Regions from separate parts of the Mus musculus genome. Here regions 1, 3, 4, 5 and 6 are each linked to region 2. Evidence: chromatin contacts called from public HiChIP or PLAC-seq and promoter capture Hi-C data. All regions are on one chromosome and are shown on one strand. Each heading gives the region's core, a stretch centred on a gene start, on an enhancer-like site or on the middle of the called end of the contact. The rest is flanking DNA. Distances are from core to core; before and after follow the strand shown. Region 1 holds the start of Tmem104 (transmembrane protein 104). Region 2 holds the start of Cdc42ep4 (CDC42 effector protein (Rho GTPase binding) 4). Region 3 holds the start of Slc9a3r1 (solute carrier family 9 (sodium/hydrogen exchanger), member 3 regulator 1). Region 4 holds the start of Kif19a (kinesin family member 19A). Region 5 holds the start of Fdxr (ferredoxin reductase). Region 6 holds the start of Gprc5c (G protein-coupled receptor, family C, group 5, member C).

Region 1 (2,700 bases), core at 6-2,505, 1.4 Mb before region 2:
TCTAAAAGGAGAACTGGCCTGGAGAAACAGCTCAGCAGTTAAGAGTACCTGCTGCTCCTGCAGAGGACCCGAGTTCACTTCCAGCACTTACACTGAGCAGCATCCAACCATCGACAACTAACTCCAGGGCATCTGGTGCCCTCTTTTGGATTTGACAGGCATGCACATATCCATACGTAGACACATCATTTAAAATAAAAGCTTTAAAAAATTATAAACAAATGAGGAACGAGCCTGATATATAGAGTCTAGCTAAGACAGCTGAACCTGACTGGAGCTATGTGGAGTTTCCGTTGTGTTTTTCACCAGGGTCTATTTAAACCAGGGCCATAATTAGTATAGTCCACAGATAGCAGTGGGCTTCTCTAGAAACCAGGAGCATGGTGGTGAGCAGAACACATTTATGGAGAAGAACTCACATAAGGAGAATAGAGCTCTCCGGTCTCTGTGATCTCGCCTGCCATCTCCAGAGAGTGAGGAAGGGCTGGCCCAAGAGGTTACTTCTATGCAGTGGCAGCAGCAGCCGCAGCTCCTAAGACAAAAGAGTAGACTTTAGTTCTCTAACTGCAGAGATGAGACTGGGGGTGGGGGGTTTGCAGTCTGCCGCTTTCACCTGTAGCCCTTTTAACTCAGACACTTTGGTCTCCCTATCTGCCATGAGACAGCCTTGGTGGGACGCGGCTTCCTGGACCATGTCTTCTAACTTGATTTGCTATGCAAGGCACTTCTCGGTGCCTGGATGCTGCTCACACTCCAAGTGACTGAAGGGGCTTTCCGGGCCTCTAAGCCTCACTAACCATCACAGCCCCCTTTACCCTAAAGTGCTTACGTCCGTTTCATTATCTATGAGCTCACTACTACACAGGACAGCCCACACAGCTGTCTGCTTCTCCGCCCACAGCGGGAGTCAGCTTTTCCAAGGTCGCCCCTCCATCCTAACTCCTTGTCCCAAAGCCTCTTCTTTTAAATGGGGCCTCGCGCACCGACACCTGCCTTTTGCTTTGCCTTAGGGTTTCCCACCCTTAAGCCTCCCCTCTCTTCTCCAGAGCCGGTCCCTCAGTCTCCCCTTCCCCTCCCTTCCAGGTGAAACTCTAAAATTCACATCCATCTTCACCCTGTCCTGCCCTCCTGCCCGTCCCAGACCTGCAGCACAGCTAGCTTCCAGGCACAGTGGCCACCGCCTCCAGCTCTGCAGCTGCCACCCGGCACCAGCGGCCCCGCACCAGCGCCCGCTACGCGCACGCGCACGCTTCCCAGTCCCCCGTCCAAGCGAGCGCGTGGGGAGGGGCGCAGTGCGTTGATTGGATGCCTCGCGGGGGCGGGGCCGGGATTGGGCTTTGCGGCTGCCGTCTGCCTGGCGGAAGCGGACAGCAAGCCCCTCTACGCGCATGCGGAAAGCCTGTTTCTCCGGGACAGACGCTGACGCCTGTCGTTGGGGACGCCTTCCTCGGCAGGGGGTGGTTGTGAGCTTTGCAGTTTGCAAACTACAGCGCTTAGACGGCCGAGGAACCACGCAAAGGGCTGAGGCCTGAGAACTTTGAGTGGGGCTTGGGGACAGGAAAACGGAAGGGCCAGAGCCGAGTGACGTGGACTCTGGACGCTGGAGGCTAGGGTTGGAAACAGGTTAAAAAAAGGATTAACAGGTCATTTGGGGGTGGACGGGCATGTTGTGTAGGAATGGGCTGGAAACCGAGCCAGAACTTGGCCCCTGGGTGAGAGCCCAGATGTATTGACCACTTCGGCTCTTTCTCTTACAAGAGTTTTAGAATCCCCGTTCTTTCACGTAGTTGTGAGGGGAAGGCAGGACGCTCTTCTGTCAACATAGCTCCACTGCTACAGAAAGAGTTCCACCCTGCGTGGGAAGACACTATGGGGGCTCTGAAGTCTTTAACTCTCCCCACTAGTAGGCAGCTACAATGAAGCTGAATCAGAACACCATGCTAGTGGGCAAGAAGGTGGTCCTGGTACCCTACACCTCCGAGCATGTGCCCAGGTAACTAACTCATTACCCGACTGGTTGTAGCGTGGAGGGCAATTGGAAACAGGGTGCCTTAATCTAGGAGCCTGTCTTGTTTAACAAACGTCACTTGTGTGGTGCTGTACACCTTTGATTCTGGCCCAACACTTGGGAGACAGAGGCAGGTCCATCTCTTCCGTGAGATTGAGGCTAGCCTGGGCAATATAATAAGTTCCAGGCCAGCTAGGGATACTTAATGAGACTGTGACTCAAAGTGGGGGGTTGGGGGTGGGAATTACATGCAGGAGGAATAAAGCTGAAGTGGAGGGCTCATTTTTCATTTATTTTCCTTGTCATCCATCTCTCTGCTTTCTTTTTGGCTTTTCAATGAGGGATTACATCATCTAGATGTGTGTGTAACAAAAAAACAAAGCCATGTCTTCTTCCCTCGTTCTAAATTACTTATGGCGTTCCCTGGTATCCTCTGGAGACTTAACGTGTGCTTGTCCCAGATGTTGAATTCATTATTTTGATGCCTACTGTTTAAAGGCCAGAAGTGAGATTCAGGGACTCTTTGTGAGGTTAGTTGGCAAACATCTGACAGATTGAGAAGCTGGCTCTGTAGGGGACAATAGTTTTGCATTGGGGAGATCTGTCACCCTGCCTTGTAGAGGTCTCCTCAGCCCTCTTTGCTGGGCTGGACTGGCATACCCTTACCCTCAGGAACTGGGGGAGTGTTTGGT
Region 2 (2,700 bases), core at 45-2,544:
AGGTGAGGGACCCATACAAGGACAGTCAGAGTAGGGGGAGGAGGTATAAATTCCCCATGGTAACCCAATCACGGTCAGAACCCCAGGGATATCCCCATCCCAAGTTACTTTGGACCCCGTGTTTTAGTTTCACTAATTTTGACATCTCTTTTGGTTGGTGGTGGTGCTGGGCTTGAATTGAACCAGCCTCGTGCTCCGCAGCCGGAACTGGACCCCTAGACCAGACACTGAACTTTTTTTTTTTTTTTTTTTTTTTTTTTTGGTTTTTTGAGACAGGGTTGTTTCTCTGTATAGCCCTGGCACTCACTTTGTAGACCAGGCTGGCCTCGAACTCAGAAATCTGCCTGCCTCTGCCTCCTGAGTGCTGGGATTAAAGGCGTGCACCACCACTGCCCAGCGACACTGACCTTTTAGGTTTGATTTTCACACAATATGGACAGTTTGAAGTTTTCATGGATAGACGGGGAGATGGGGGAGAGGTCGGGGATGGGGTGGGATCCTGAGAGACAGGGTTTCCAGAGGACAGTGAAGGAGCTGAGGGACCGTGAGGCAACTCTGGGGAAAAAGGAGGCTGAGGCCTACACCACCCCACCCCCACTTCCTTTAAGTAGTTAGGGAACTTTCACTTTGGGTTGGCTCCGTTTCCTCTTTATTGACTATTTCGCCCCTGGCTTTTATTGCTTTTAATGATCATTCATAGGTGGGGCTTCCTCTACCCAAGCACGCGGGATTTAATTCCGGGAGGTTCCCTGGGAGGGTACTTAAGAGCCCATGATCACCAGACAGAGCTATCAAAGCCAGGTCACCTTGCTGAAAAGTTCCTCCACTGCTCAGACCGGGTCTGGACTCGGGCGGACCTGCTTCTCCCGCCCTCCAGATGGAGAGGGAATCCACGGAGCCCAAGCTCCTGCTCGTGGTCCAGAAGTGGGTAACGTCCTGGAGGGAGTTGTTTTCTTACCATTGTTCAAAACTGGAAGAGCCAAGAGAGAGCTTCCCCTTGGTTCCTGGGGAGGGGATGTGCTCCTGTTTCTGCGGACCGCACGTCGGTTCCGCGGCAGAGCACTGGGGGCTGTGGGGCGCGACTCCTCAAAGCAAGACCTGCTCTGTCTACCCTACTAGGAGCTTGTGGGGGGCGTCTCAGGCTTTTAGATTTGAACCTGGGAGGCCAAGCAGCCGAGTTGAGTTCCGTGGCAGTCATTGGCTGCTGCGACGGAGTGACATCAGCGCGGAGGGAAATGGGAGGGAGGGCTGGGAGGAGCCTGGGAGGGGAGTGTCCTAGCTTCTAGCACACTCGGAGCCCCGGGAGCCAGAGGAAACAAACGCCGGCGCTGCCATGGGTCGCCAGCCTTGCCGAGGCGCCAAGCACACCGAGGGGAGCGTACAGCCGCACCTGGTCCGCGCTCGGGGAGCTGGGGACCGAGGTAGGCGACGAGCATCCGTTTGTGGCCCAGTGGCCGCGTGAGGCCTGGGTAGGCTCGAGACCCCTGGTGACGTGGAGAAGGTAGAAAGACCCGGGGATGGGGAAGATGAGGACCTAGGAGCAGGGCGCGCGCGCACACAAACACACCCCTCTGTGCCCAGCGTGGGTAGGCATGCCTGGGACCAGACCCAGAGTCACATACCGTGTCCCAGAAAATCATTTGCGGAGGAGGGGGTAACAACAGGGCTCAGCGTCGCCAGTACGCCCCGATCTGGCCACGGGGACTGTTCGGGGTGGGGTGAGTGGGCAGGTTTTAAAGGTCCACCCCCTCGCGCAGGAATGGGGTGTGTGTTGCCGTGGGCAGGCACACAACAATCGGCGGCGGTCGCCCCGAGGGGGGCGTGTGCGCACAGACTTCTCCATGAATAACCGCTGAGTTCGTCGGTAGTGGTAGAGGGGTGTACGCGTGCTCTCCCGTGTACACACACTGCTTTAGGCGCCACCCGGTGTCGCCCGGCCGGGGAGAAAGGAGGGCAAGAGCCGGCTGGAAGGCAATAGCCTAAAGAGCAAATACTCCCCGCCCGTCGGAGCCCTTCCTTCTCCCGCCCCGCCCGCCTCCCTTGGAAGACTTGGAGGCCAAGGCCGCAAGAGGCGCAGGGTGGGGCTGGGCCGAGCTGGCGGTCCCTTAGAAACCTGGGACGAGGCTTTACGCGGGGGGACCTGCGCGCGCGCCCGGTACGTCCGAAGCATGGGGCTCGAGGCTTTTTCAGGGGCGAGTAGGTAGCGGTTGGTTAATGATTTAACCGCTGGCTTGGGACGTTGAAGGCTGCGATCCTGATCTCTGGCTCCTCCCCATTCCTGGAGCGCCCCCAGCCGGAGGAACAAATCTGCCCTCCTGTGTCTGTGGCGTCGTCTGCTGGAGCTGCCTTTCCCCTTTGGGGGACCCCTGGTTGCTGTGGGTGAGTGTCCTAGACTGGCGGGGTGGATGGCGGTTGAGCTTCCTGGGAACAGACCGTAGGACTTGCGTGTGTGCCTGCGGGGGGAGGGGCGCTCCCTCTCTGTTAACTCAAACCAGGTTCCTTGTGTTTGCCCAATGAAATACTGCGGCCTGGGCTTCGGAAGTTTTCTTTTTCTCCCGGGGAGAATGAAAAGGAAATACAATGCTTTCTCTTTTCTTCTTGGCTGGGAACTTCTCCCTCCCCCCCCTTCACCCACCCTCCAACAGTCTCACCTCTTGCAATCTGACCGGCTCCCACGTCTCTCCCTGGGCCGACAGCTCC
Region 3 (2,700 bases), core at 74-2,573, 1.4 Mb before region 2:
GCGAGCGCTTACTCCTCACATTCCAGAGGACCATAAATCCTCCGGGGTGGCAGAGCCACCACCCCCAAGACGCTTCTGCACCTCCTCCCGGCACCCCACCCCCACCCCTAGCTCCGAGACGTTGAGACTTCCTCTCTTTCTTAGAAGTCACTTTAGTCTTGAGAAGGATGAAGTCCAACCGGTGTGAGTTAATGATGCACAAACTAGAGGACCCAGGATGTGGGTAGGGCTGAAGGGGTCCTCCCAGGGACCCTTAGTTATTCAGCCTTTAAGCCACTTTGAGCTACCATCCACAGGGACTGAAGAGAAGAGAGTAGAAAGAGGGAGGGAGGGAGGGAGATGCGGGGGGTGGTGGGGAGAGCTCTTAGCTTAGCTGTAGGCAAGGATAACCCAGGAATGAGTCCGGGTTGTGGGGCGGAATCCAAGGAATGGGAGCAGAGAAGGGGACTGGGTTTCTTTGCGCCGTCTTCGCAAAGTTCAAGCAGTCAGGAGATGCAGGCGGCAAAGGAGCTCCGCTCCCCAGCCAGCCCGGACAGGGCGGTGGGGTCGCTGGTCGCACTCCGAAGCTCGCCTTAGAAACTGCGAAGGCTCCGGGACAGAGGGCAGAAGCCGTTTCCTCCTCGCTGCTCGAGTTTCAGAAAGTGCTTGGAAGTCCGGGGTGCCCGAGTCTCTCTAGAATCCTAGTCCTACACCAAGCCCAACCCGCACTTACCAAGTGGCTCTTTTCGGCCTCATTCTGGTCCCCAGCCTCATGAGTGTCGGCGGCCGCTGGAGGCTCGGCTTGTTCGGACTTCTCCTGGGGGCGCAGCAGCTCTTCCCGGATCGAGACGCCCAGCTTCTTGAGACGCTCGTCGGTCTCCGGGTCGACCACCAGCAGGCGCACGGCGTTCAGCGCTGCGCGGATGCGGCTCACCACCTGCTGATGCGTCTCCTTCTCCACATTCTCACCGTTCACCTCCACCAATCGGTCTCCAGCCAACAACCCCGACTTCTCGGCCGGCGAGCCAGGTTCTACCAGACGGATAAACTGGCCCACCTTGCCCTTCTCCCCGTGCAGGTGGAAGCCGTAGCCATTTGGACCCTTCTCCAGGCAGCAGAGCCGGGGCAGAGGCTCCCCGGCCGCTGCGTCCGCGCTCATCTTGTTCTGCGAAGGCTCAGCGCGGGTGCCGTCGGAGGCCGGGGACTCACGACCTTTCTCCCCGAGCCGCAGAGCTCGAGTTGGGAGCTGAGCACCGCACGGGGCACAGGGAACAGGTGTCCCGGGAACCGCGGTTGCGAACGCACAGGAAGGGAGCCGGCCAATCCCCGCCCTGCGCGGCGTCTGAGCGTTCCAGAACCCGCCCCAGCTCCTAAACCCGAGGGCGGGGCCGCGCGGTGGGTGTGGATCACAGTAGACCAATCAGAAATCACGAACCGGGCTCTTGCGCCAGGGTGAACAAATCTAACCAATCAGGAGAGTGGGGCGTGGCCTGCACTCGGCGCGGCACCCCGCAGCGGGAGAAGAAAAGAGAGCCCAGGAAGTGGAAGTGTTTGTTACCAAGTGCGGAGTTGGGCTGATCGGGCGGGGCCGAGGCCGGGGCTGGGGCGGGGTTCCAGGTACTGAGCCCAGAGGCCCCACGGGCTCCGCTCTGGTTTCCACGTTGTGGAGGGGGATTTAGAAGAGCTAGTCTCTGGGTAAAGGATTCTCAACGCTTTAACCGCCTTGAGCCAAAGCCTGTTGCATAGCTTGGCCCGAGAGAGGGGAGCGACAGTTGCTGGGGAAACCACCCCATGCTCCCCCACACTCACTCCTCCCCCTCCCCAGAGCCAACTTAAGAACCGGACGGATGTCTTCTGTAACACAGTAACACTGTAACAGGGTAACTGTAACAGAATAACTCCGGAGTAGAGTTGTTTAAATAACAAAGTTTCTTCTTGTGGAGCCGCCCCTCTATCCCTGGACATGCATATAGACAGAGGTTTGGGCTCTGATCCCTTCTAGAAACTTGTAGGGCTTGGTAGAGACTGAGGCTCCTTGCAGCCCACCTGGAAGACAGGCTGTCTGAGAACAGATAAATGAATAATAAATAAAGGGCTTAGTTTTGGCAGTAGCCTTTAGCCACGGAGAGAGGGCGGGTGAGACAGCTAGGTAGTCAATCTCAGGATTCACTTCAGAGGGAATGGAAGACTGGCTTTGTTCAACAGAAAAATGACTTGGATTGTGAGATAAGCATTCCAGCTCCCTCTTGCCAGCGCAGATGTGGCCACAGAGGCTGGGGGTGGGGGAGGGTAGTCAGTTAAGGGTAAGTTGAACCTATGAGGACGCCAATGGGTGAAGATGGAATGATTCGGACATTGGGTAACAGTTTCCCACAACGTGCCACGTAACAAACTCTCTAACACGATCCTCCTTCTGGGAATAAACAGAGGGGGAAAAACCGGTCAGAGTATATTTTCCAAAATACTGCAATTTAATTCTGGAAAAACAGAAATGCCAGAGGCCCAGAGCTATGTATGTGACTAGAGCTCCAGCAATCAGCTCAGAGCCCCAGAAGAGAACCCGGAGCCCAGGCTCCTCCCTGATCTTCCTATGAGAGGTCACAGAGAGTTTCCTTATCAACCCAAGTTTAGAGTGCTGACTTTGCTCTGGGAGCAAGATTTCTGCCTTGAAAGCAAATATAGTAACCTCAGATATGTGTAATGCATACTTTCTTGGAGCCT
Region 4 (2,700 bases), core at 191-2,690, 1.0 Mb before region 2:
CGGAGCCTTGGGGACCAGAGCCACGTGTCTGTATCTGAGAGTGAGGTACTGTTGGGAAGGGGGGGGGGGGTTGTGGACAGAATGGTGTAGAAATGAGGATAGGATGAGAATCTTCCCCTTTGTCCTTCCAGCAACTTGTGGCTGCATCCTAACACTCCCAGGAAGTGTTACCAAGGGCTTCTCTGTTCTCTATTTCCTGGCCACTTAGAGATAGATATGTCTCCCTCCAAAATAAAACCAGAGTCAGGGATTGGGGAGAATTTCTTCTGCTGAGCAAAAGGAGGTGCCTGGATACTGAGTGGACCTCAAGGACCCTCAGTTCCTTTCATCCACACAGACTGTCCTATTGCCTTTATCAGCCTCCTCCCTGGATACGCCTCCTTGGTGAAAGGAGGGTCTTTGTCCCTGCCCTAATGACAATGAATATTCTTGGAGCAAACTCTTTCAAAGAGGCCATTCTCACTGTCAGAGAGGGTGCCACCGAGTCTGGAACTGGCTCCTAGGGCTGAATCCAAGCTTCCCTGTGCAGAAACAGGTTCTCGGGCATTTCGGTAGTGATGCTCTGCCTGCTGGGGCAGAAGGACCATTTCCACAGATCATAGGTTAAGGCTAGGGACTGGGAAGAAGGCTGTGAAAGAGAGAGGAGAGATCTCCACCTATCCTACAACCTGAGTAGCACCAAGGCTTCTCTTTGTGGCTCCAGCTTCCACCACGGATAGTCAAGAATCTCTCTTTGGTCTCTACCTACCCTTACTCCTTCCCATGTGGCTATTCTTCCCAGGCCAGTAGACCCTGGGACTATCCAGGTGGCTTCTAGCATTTCTCTGAAGTATCTGGAGTCCTGATTTGGACAGAGCCTGAGGCACAGCCCATAACTAACTGCTCCTCAGACTTGGTGCTGGCTCCCCCTATTTCGGGGGCTTTTGTCTTTCTATCTGTGGCTCCATCTTCCTTTAAAGCAAGACCTGGCTGGGTTTAAGCCCTCTGATTCGCTAGAGAATCCCAGCTTCCTTCTCAGGCAATAGTTGAGACCTCTCTTGGGTCTTGACCTCTGAGTCTTGGCCCAAAGAAGGCTGAACTTGGGCAGGGGAAGTGGGGTGCTAACTTCCTAACCCCAGGAAGTGCCACCATCCCTTCTGGCCACTGAGAACTTGGGTAGTTGTTCTGCACAGTCCCAGACTCCCATCTCTTGCTCTCAGTGGTCACTATGTTTGAGGCTGTCAAGTCTCAGGTTTGGTGGAGGGGAACCAAGCAGGAGCTTGATAAGGGGTCTCACCATGAGTTGCTGGTCCTTTGAGTCACCGCTGTCCTTCATGATTGCGGTAGGTAAAGAGCCTCAGGCCGCGACAGCTGGCATGGCTGAGACGCACCTCCACTATGGTCACCTCCTCGGATCGCTCTTCCGCCTCCGCTGCTGCCTGACAACCCGAAACCAACAACGCGCCTGCCGCCCGAGCGCTGACCAGGAGGCGGGGCCAGGAGGGCCTGGCCGGCTCCGCCCCGCCCCCTGTGCTGCCCCGCCCCCTATGCTCGCTCCGCCTTCTGCGCTCTGCCCCCTGAACTTTGGTGAGCAGGACGCCTCCACGCAGGACACCCCCGGCCCCCTTGCGCTTCTGTTGCAGCTATTGCTGCTTGTCCCGAGGTTTTCTGTCAGTACGAGTGGTCACCGGTCTGAGCGTCTCGACCTCCTCCCGGCCTAGCGGCGTCCGTTTGGTGGCCCCTCCGCACACACCCGTGCCCAGGCTCGAGGCTCCTGGCTGTGTCTTCTGCGCTCCCGACACCGGCCTGGCACGCGACTAGCTGGGCAGAAGCAACCTTGCCTGTGGCTACGATCTTCTGCTGCTCGCTTGACTGTTACTGGGCGTCTCCAGGGCGCGCCTAGCAGCCTCAAGTTTCCAGGAGTAATGCTGGCTTCGCAGCGGTGGAGGCCAGTGCCTAGGGTGTGGGTAGCTGCACCCATTGTCCAGAGGAAGAGAGGATGAGGGAGTGAGAAGGTGGGTGAAAAGCTGGCCTGCACCCTTTTGGCACCTGGCTAAGTAAAGTGTATAGACACACTAGCAAACCAAGCCTGAAGTCAGAATGAATGGATTTGGCCTGCCTGCCAGAGTAGCACCACCCAGGAGAGTCCACCTGTCCCCTCAGGTTGCATTTGGCCTAGGTTAGCTATGGATGTGGCTCGACACAAAATCATAAGCTTACTTAAAATAATCCGAGGGTCCGCCAGATGGCTTGCCCTGTCAGGGAGCTTGCAAGCTCACTACCTGAGTTCAGTTCCTGAGACCCACATGTGTAAAAGGCCAGACCTGACACCCAAATGTTGTCCTCTGATCACCACATGGACTCCCTAGTACATGTGCATAATATATAAATGTAAATTTTTTAAAGTATGAATGGGGGCGGCAATGCTGGAGAGACAGTTCATGAGGTACTCTCTCTCTCTCTCTCTCTCTCTCTCTCACACACACACACACACATCATTAAAAATAACTCTTTTATGACAAGTTTCTTGAATTTTTTTTTAAGACAGTTTTTTCTCTGTGTAGCCCTGGCTGTTCTGAAAGACCATCCTGGCTTCCAACTCACAAGATCCCCCTGACTCTGTCTCCCAAGTGCTGGGATTAAAGGCCTGTGCTACCGTCCCCTGGCTTTTTTGTTTGTTTGTTTTTTCTGGGTTGGGGGAGTTTCTTGAAAATTAAACAA
Region 5 (2,700 bases), core at 156-2,655, 1.5 Mb before region 2:
TGGCCCAAGAATTCCAGATTACAGTCAGGTCAGTCAAGCCAGTTTCCATTGGTATGACCACGTTCCTACTGCCATTTCCCTCTCACAAAACAAGTGGCATACTGTTTTGTGAGATCAGGTGCCACTCTGTATACAGCCCAGGCTAGCTTTGTACCTGAATTATGGAATAGAAGATTCAGCTAGGGGCGGGGCGGGGCGGGGCGAGGCAGGGGGCAGTTAAAACGTAGAGCAATTTTGTAAGTCCCTGGGTTCAATCTTCAACAAGAATAAACAAGAATCAGATGTTGTGAGGATGACAGGTTAGTCTTCCAAGAAGGAGAAGGACTCTCAGAGAAGCACTGGGCTTGTCTGGTTAGAGGTGACAATGGGTCCTGCCCTTATTTTAATTATATTTTTTGTGGTGTAATCGAAACCAGGATCATGTGCACATTAAGCATTCACCCTTCTTCAGGTCCTGTTCTTGTGTAGAAAACATGTGTGGGTCGGCTGGAGGGTAAAGTTGCTTGCCCTCAGCCTTAAATGAGTCTGAAACCCAGGAATTCACGTAGAGGAGGGAACCAACTCCTATAAGCTGTCCTCTGACTACCACACACCACGCGAACGCTGTGGCAAGTGTACACCGGCCCCCATAAATAATGTAATAAAATATATAAATGTTAGAAAAAACTTTTAAAAGATATTGATTTTAGGCTTTGCATCAATTTTCTTTTAAAACATGGAATATGAATGATTTACCTTGACTACTGAGCTTTTGGGTGCCCCCTAAGGTACGGTCTCACCCTGATCCCTGTACTGTCGGACCAGGGTCGAAGGTCGGGCTCTGGTCTCAGTGCCAGAGGGGGAACTTCTTCGCGTGTTTCCTCCCCCATCGTGGGAAGAGGGTGACTAGAAATAAGCTCTTGAGAGTTTAACACTTGTCCTTCTCTGACACGCACAAGTAGCTGTTTGAGGCTACATCAGTTCAACATCCAGACTTAAAAATCGAGGAGTCAAGAATAGCGGATACACGAGACTTCCGGGCTCTGGCCTTCTGATTGGCTGATACAAAAATCACTCAAACAACGACAACGGGGCATTGCGTCATCAGCGAGCGGCAAGCTTTACATAAAGTAAGCTCCTTTCCAATTGGCTCCCTTCTTCAAGAGCAACTGAAACAGCATAGGGGATTCGCGTTTCTTCAAATCTAGACTTCCGGCATCTGGAGGTACTAGGAAGACCGGAGAAATTTGATAAGCTTTTGAGGATTGGACGTTCTGGGGGCGGGGCCTTGGCGAGATGGGGGCATGGTTCTCTTTGGGGGCGTGGTTATTTCGGAAATCTTGGTGAAGTCTCCAAGTTGATGTTTCTAAGCAAGCGGGAGGCGAGGCTTGGGGCGGGGCTCCAGTGATGGGCGGGTCCAGAGGAGCGTCCTCGGCGGGCTGCTGGACCTGCGCTCAGCACTAGAGTCATTGCTAGCTCTTCCGCTTGCTGGTTGCACTTCTCAGCCATGGCTCCTCGCTGCTGGCACTGGTGGCGCTGGTCCGCGTGGTCTGGGCTTCGGCCGTCTCCCTCCAGGAGCACTCCGAGTAGGAGCAGGGCTCTTGGGGGCTGCACCAGGGCGAGGGGAGGCCTGTGATCAAGAGCGGGGGTCCGAGCAGAGCTGAGGCGGGGCTGGAGAGGGGCAAAGCTGAACGTGTCTGCTCTTGCGGGAGAAATGGGAGTGATGGAGAGGGGAGGATCTGTGCAAAGAGATGTAAGGCGTCCTGGGTAAGACAGCTCAGTAAAGGCTAAAAGGATAGACCATGAGGTCTTTATGTGTGATACGAGGTGAACGGAGGTGACAGGCAAATTCGAGGTGAGGAGATGAGCAATAGAGTTCTGTGGGGGAAAGAAGGGCTAGAAAAAAGCAAAATAGAAACGTGATGGGCATATGAAGACATGAGATCACATAAGGAACCTCTCAAGAAAGATAGTGCTGTGCAGGACAGCTTGGGGGATAAGGGGGTCTGGGGCAGATTATTTGTTATTGTTCATGGGTGAGACATGGGGTTCTGGATAAAGACAGCTCTGGCATTCAGATGAAATGGTGAAGCTTTGAGGAACGGAAAAAGGAAGATGCAGGTGAGGGTGAAGGCAAGGTGCAACTGGACAGAATTGGTTTGGGGTGGTAGGAGGGTGTTGGTTTGACCCTGCTGTCCCCTGCTCTACCTAGCCCCAGGCTTCTGCCAGAAGTTCTCCACACAGGAGAAGACCCCTCAGATCTGTGTGGTCGGCAGTGGCCCAGCTGGCTTCTACACAGCCCAACACTTGTTAAAGGTAAGCGAGGCACTCCTTCCAGGCTCCCTTCTTACCATTCATTTCTTGTCCCAATTCTGGGGGTAGGCTCCAGCCCTTTGGTTTGTCTGACAAGGAAGGGGCTTTTGACTAATGTAAGCTGTGTTCTTTCTAACTGATTCCACAGGTATAGCTGAGGCGCCCTAGGTCCTCAGCTGTGAGAGACATGCATTTGTTCCATGGATGGTGGTTGGGGACAGATGGGCAGCTGTCTTCTGCTTTGTAGGGAAGTCTTTTTCAGTCTAATGGGATGGCTTTCGCCTCCCCTTATCTTTACGCTTCTTTATCTCCAGCATTTTATATTTCAAGGCAATCTTGTCTGCAGCTTTGCGCCCTCCCCACGACCATTCTCTTCCACAAAGGCCAAGGTCTCAAAGCTTTCAGTAT
Region 6 (2,700 bases), core at 84-2,583, 1.1 Mb before region 2:
TGTGGGCGCGAAGTAGAAACGGAAAGCGCTCTGGAAAAACCAGGGGTGAATAAGGGGTGGGACCCAGAACATAGGCCTCTACACGGAGAAGCGCCGTAGGCCTCTGAAATTCCAAACTTCCCGCGGAGAGATCCTGAGCCTTCACCTCCCTATTCCAACTGGACTGTGTCAACACTCTACGCCCCTGAAAGTTCGAACCGAAAGAGCAAAGGACCAGGCTCTCTGTCCCTAATCCCTCTGGTCACAGAAACCTGCCCTCCCCACGCACTGCCGCGAAATAAGGAAAGGAAGCCAACCTACAGTCACAGTCGACCGTAGCCTCCCACTACGAGAGTGGATAGAGGAACAGCTCTCCGACACTAAGATCCCTTGCGGAACACCCCCGGCCGCAGAACCTGGCTTCCCCGAGCCATTAAATCCCCAGCTGGCTCGGGTTTGGAAACTTTCTGCGAACTTGTAGAGTGGGTGCATCGTCACCCACCCCTTGGGTTTTCACCGGGGGCCTCGGCCCTCTCCCTTTCCCAGCCAGCTGGACCCAGCCCTTCCTGCGGGCCGATGGCTAGGGCGGAGCGCCGAGGCAGCAGCCCTTACCTGGGACGCGCAGCCAGCCCGCTCCGGCGCCGCGCTCAGAGCCAACTTCGGCCCCAGGCAGGGCGCCGGCGGGCGTAGGAGGGACTCAAAGCAGGGCGCGGGGCCAGAGCCCGTTCAGGCGGGGGGTGACCAGGCCTGAGCAAAGGTGCGGGGGCCTGCCTCCCAGGGACCCCCGACTGAGCACTGAGCTAAGCGCGCTCAGTGGCTCGCTCTCCCGCCCGCCTCCCCAGGCACAGTGCTCCCCTCTCTCGGCCAGGGTGGGCCGGGCTGCATCACCGTGACATCACCTCCATTCCCGGCGCTCCTCCGGGGCCAGCAGCGCTCCAGGTACGAGCAATCCTAATCCCCAGTAACAAAGCGCGCCCGGCCCTGCCCCCTCCGACTCACCTCCAGGCTCGGCCGACGCGCACTTTCGGGTTGGGAAAGGCGATCGGAGTTTCTGGCCAAACTGACTAGTGGGTTGTTGCTGTTTACTGCCACGCCCCCGCACGCGGGCGCGCGCGCACTTGCGCGTACTCACTTTCTGGATTCGCCTTTCTCTCCCGAAAGAGGTTCGGGGTGCAGCTCAGTACACCCCTAGGCTGCATCTCCCAGCGATCGCACGCACCCACAGACTCACGGTGGCCACCTTGGCGCGTCTACCCGTGACAGACACCCAACCTTTGTCACTTTCGTCCTGGCTTTCCCATGAGACACATGCCTGGCACAGTTCGCTGCTCCGGGCTGGAGCGAGGAACACACTAGGACACAAAGTCCGTCTTTGTCACGGCTCCGCGCCCCCTCCCCTAGCGAGCTTGCACACGTGGACACAGCGCACACGGAGCGTCCTCCTCTTTCGTGCGTGATCCTTCCCGAAGAGCCCAGTCTCCAAGATCACGAGGGAATGTCACGGCGCACGTCCCTAAATCTGTGGACTGAGTCCAGAACCCCTGCGGGCTGTTGGCCGGAGTCTTTGTCGGCCTGACTACCCCACGCCCGAGTTTCTTACAACGCGGGCTCCCCTCCCCGCGTCCCGGTTCCCTGTGGTGACCTGTCCTAATTAGCCTCTCAGTTTTGTTCCCGAGGTAGTGTTTAACAGGATCCCTGTGGTCTGTGCGCTCCTGGCCACGTTGTTGCTGACTCTAAGTCCAGCCTCTCCCGAAGTCTGAAGACCTTTCCACGAATTCAGATTCCCCTGAACCACACCCCCACTCCCTGCCCGGGCGGATCCACCCTTTCTCCTCCAGCCCCGGGAATCTGCTGAAAAGAAACCGCAGAAATAGGGAAGCGAATCCCAGCTGAGGCCTATCTGGCCCAGTAAACAAGAGATTTTTTTCTTTCCGGCCACTTTCTCTGGGGACCTGGGATCCCGCGGGAGTGAGTTGTGCTGTCTTTGGAGCACTGAGTGGGTCTGGTTGCATTGCGCTGTATCCCCGTAGGGGACAAGTCGCAAGAGCAAGGGAGAGGTTGTTGGGCCTGACAGGGGCCTTGGGGACTCTGGGGGAGGGCAGGGAGTCGGGTCTCAGGGTGCGGGTTCTCGCGACGCCGAGTTGCCTGGGGGATCGCCAGGAGCGCGGTCGGAGCCAGCCGGTGGCTGGGCAGGCTGCAGGGCGTGTTTGCTCAATCCTGGGCTCCCGCGAGGAGGGGGGGGGGGCGGGGGGGCGGGAGGGGGGAGGCAGCTGGTCACAGGCGAGGGGATAGCCAGGTGGAGGAGGTCAGGGAGCTAGTGACCCGTACCTCCCCGACTGGCTGTGTGTTTGAGTACCTCCATCTATGACAACCTGGAGTCTAAACTCAATGAATCACCCGGAGTTGCCGGAGCGATAAAACCTTCGGCCGGTTCCTCCTCACCGCTCTGTTCTTTTCTGACTCTAGGAGGAATGTTTATTTAAGGGGGGTGTGGGGGGGAGAAGCCTGTGGGGCCCAGACTTTCTAGAACCCTGAATCCTTTCCTGTGCCCTGTAGTTTCTGTCAGGTCTGGGGAATGTGGCAAAGCTCGAACTATTTCAGTGGGTGGCTGCTGTGGGGGTACCCGCTCCCATTCCTAAATCCACCTCCCAACCCAAGGTTAGAGATCTAAGGCTCAGGTGTCAAGGCTTGAATGGAGCAGGCAGTTAGTGCCCACGCTAG

Evidence for each region. Promoter capture Hi-C pulls out the DNA fragments that hold promoters and counts their contacts. HiChIP or PLAC-seq counts read pairs in DNA pulled down with a chosen protein or histone mark.
Region 1: a promoter capture Hi-C map of liver shows a contact between it and region 2, with 5 times the contacts expected there. The contact joins the promoter of Tmem104 here to the promoter of Cdc42ep4 in region 2. A contact is called at or near these places in 2 of 39 promoter capture datasets (liver and pre-B cells).
Region 3: a contact with region 2 is called in an HNF4G HiChIP or PLAC-seq map of pancreatic cancer cells. The contact joins the promoter of Slc9a3r1 here to the promoter of Cdc42ep4 in region 2. A contact is called at or near these places in 2 of 39 promoter capture datasets (both in liver), 1 of 484 Hi-C or Micro-C datasets (the N1E-115 cell line) and 1 of 115 datasets of contacts at active chromatin or transcription factors (pancreatic cancer cells).
Region 4: a contact with region 2 is called in a promoter capture Hi-C map of pre-B cells, with 3 times the contacts expected there. The contact joins the promoter of Kif19a here to the promoter of Cdc42ep4 in region 2. A contact is called at or near these places in 2 of 39 promoter capture datasets (liver and pre-B cells) and 1 of 115 datasets of contacts at active chromatin or transcription factors (pancreatic cancer cells).
Region 5: a contact with region 2 is called in a promoter capture Hi-C map of liver, with 4 times the contacts expected there. The contact joins the promoter of Fdxr here to the promoter of Cdc42ep4 in region 2. A contact is called at or near these places in 4 of 39 promoter capture datasets (embryonic stem cells, liver and pre-B cells) and 1 of 115 datasets of contacts at active chromatin or transcription factors (pancreatic cancer cells).
Region 6: an H3K27ac HiChIP or PLAC-seq map of extraembryonic endoderm stem cells shows a contact between it and region 2, with 5 times the contacts expected there. The contact joins the promoter of Gprc5c here to the promoter of Cdc42ep4 in region 2. A contact is called at or near these places in 2 of 39 promoter capture datasets (cranial neural crest and liver), 2 of 484 Hi-C or Micro-C datasets (both in embryonic stem cells), 3 of 115 datasets of contacts at active chromatin or transcription factors (embryonic forebrain, extraembryonic endoderm stem cells and pancreatic cancer cells) and 1 of 9 other capture datasets (macrophages).

Annotation. Positions count from the first base shown.
Region 1 is chr11:115,186,042-115,188,741 of GRCm38.p6, reverse strand. Tmem104 (transmembrane protein 104) reads right to left here and starts at 1,255. Exons shown (of 10, transcript NM_001033393.2): 1 at 1,144-1,255; 2 at 420-532. The coding sequence starts at 464. Nat9 (N-acetyltransferase 9 (GCN5-related, putative)) reads left to right here and starts at 1,343. Exons shown (of 7, transcript NM_025400.4): 1 at 1,343-1,623; 2 at 1,905-1,993. The coding sequence starts at 1,917.
Region 2 is chr11:113,750,409-113,753,108 of GRCm38.p6, reverse strand. Cdc42ep4 (CDC42 effector protein (Rho GTPase binding) 4) reads left to right here and starts at 1,294. Exons shown (of 2, transcript NM_001163346.1): 1 at 1,294-1,421.
Region 3 is chr11:115,161,964-115,164,663 of GRCm38.p6, reverse strand. It overlaps Slc9a3r1 (solute carrier family 9 (sodium/hydrogen exchanger), member 3 regulator 1), which reads right to left and starts at 1,323. Exons shown (of 6, transcript NM_012030.2): 1 at 713-1,323. The coding sequence starts at 1,138. Rab37 (RAB37, member RAS oncogene family) reads right to left here. Exons shown (of 9, transcript NM_021411.4): 9 at 2,424-2,700.
Region 4 is chr11:114,764,129-114,766,828 of GRCm38.p6, reverse strand. Kif19a (kinesin family member 19A) reads right to left here and starts at 1,440. Exons shown (of 20, transcript NM_001102615.1): 1 at 1,277-1,440. The coding sequence starts at 1,315.
Region 5 is chr11:115,275,674-115,278,373 of GRCm38.p6, reverse strand. Fdxr (ferredoxin reductase) reads left to right here and starts at 1,405. Exons shown (of 12, transcript NM_007997.1): 1 at 1,405-1,565; 2 at 2,192-2,295. The coding sequence starts at 1,487.
Region 6 is chr11:114,850,165-114,852,864 of GRCm38.p6, reverse strand. It overlaps Gprc5c (G protein-coupled receptor, family C, group 5, member C), which reads right to left and starts at 1,333. Exons shown (of 5, transcript NM_001110337.1): 1 at 979-1,333.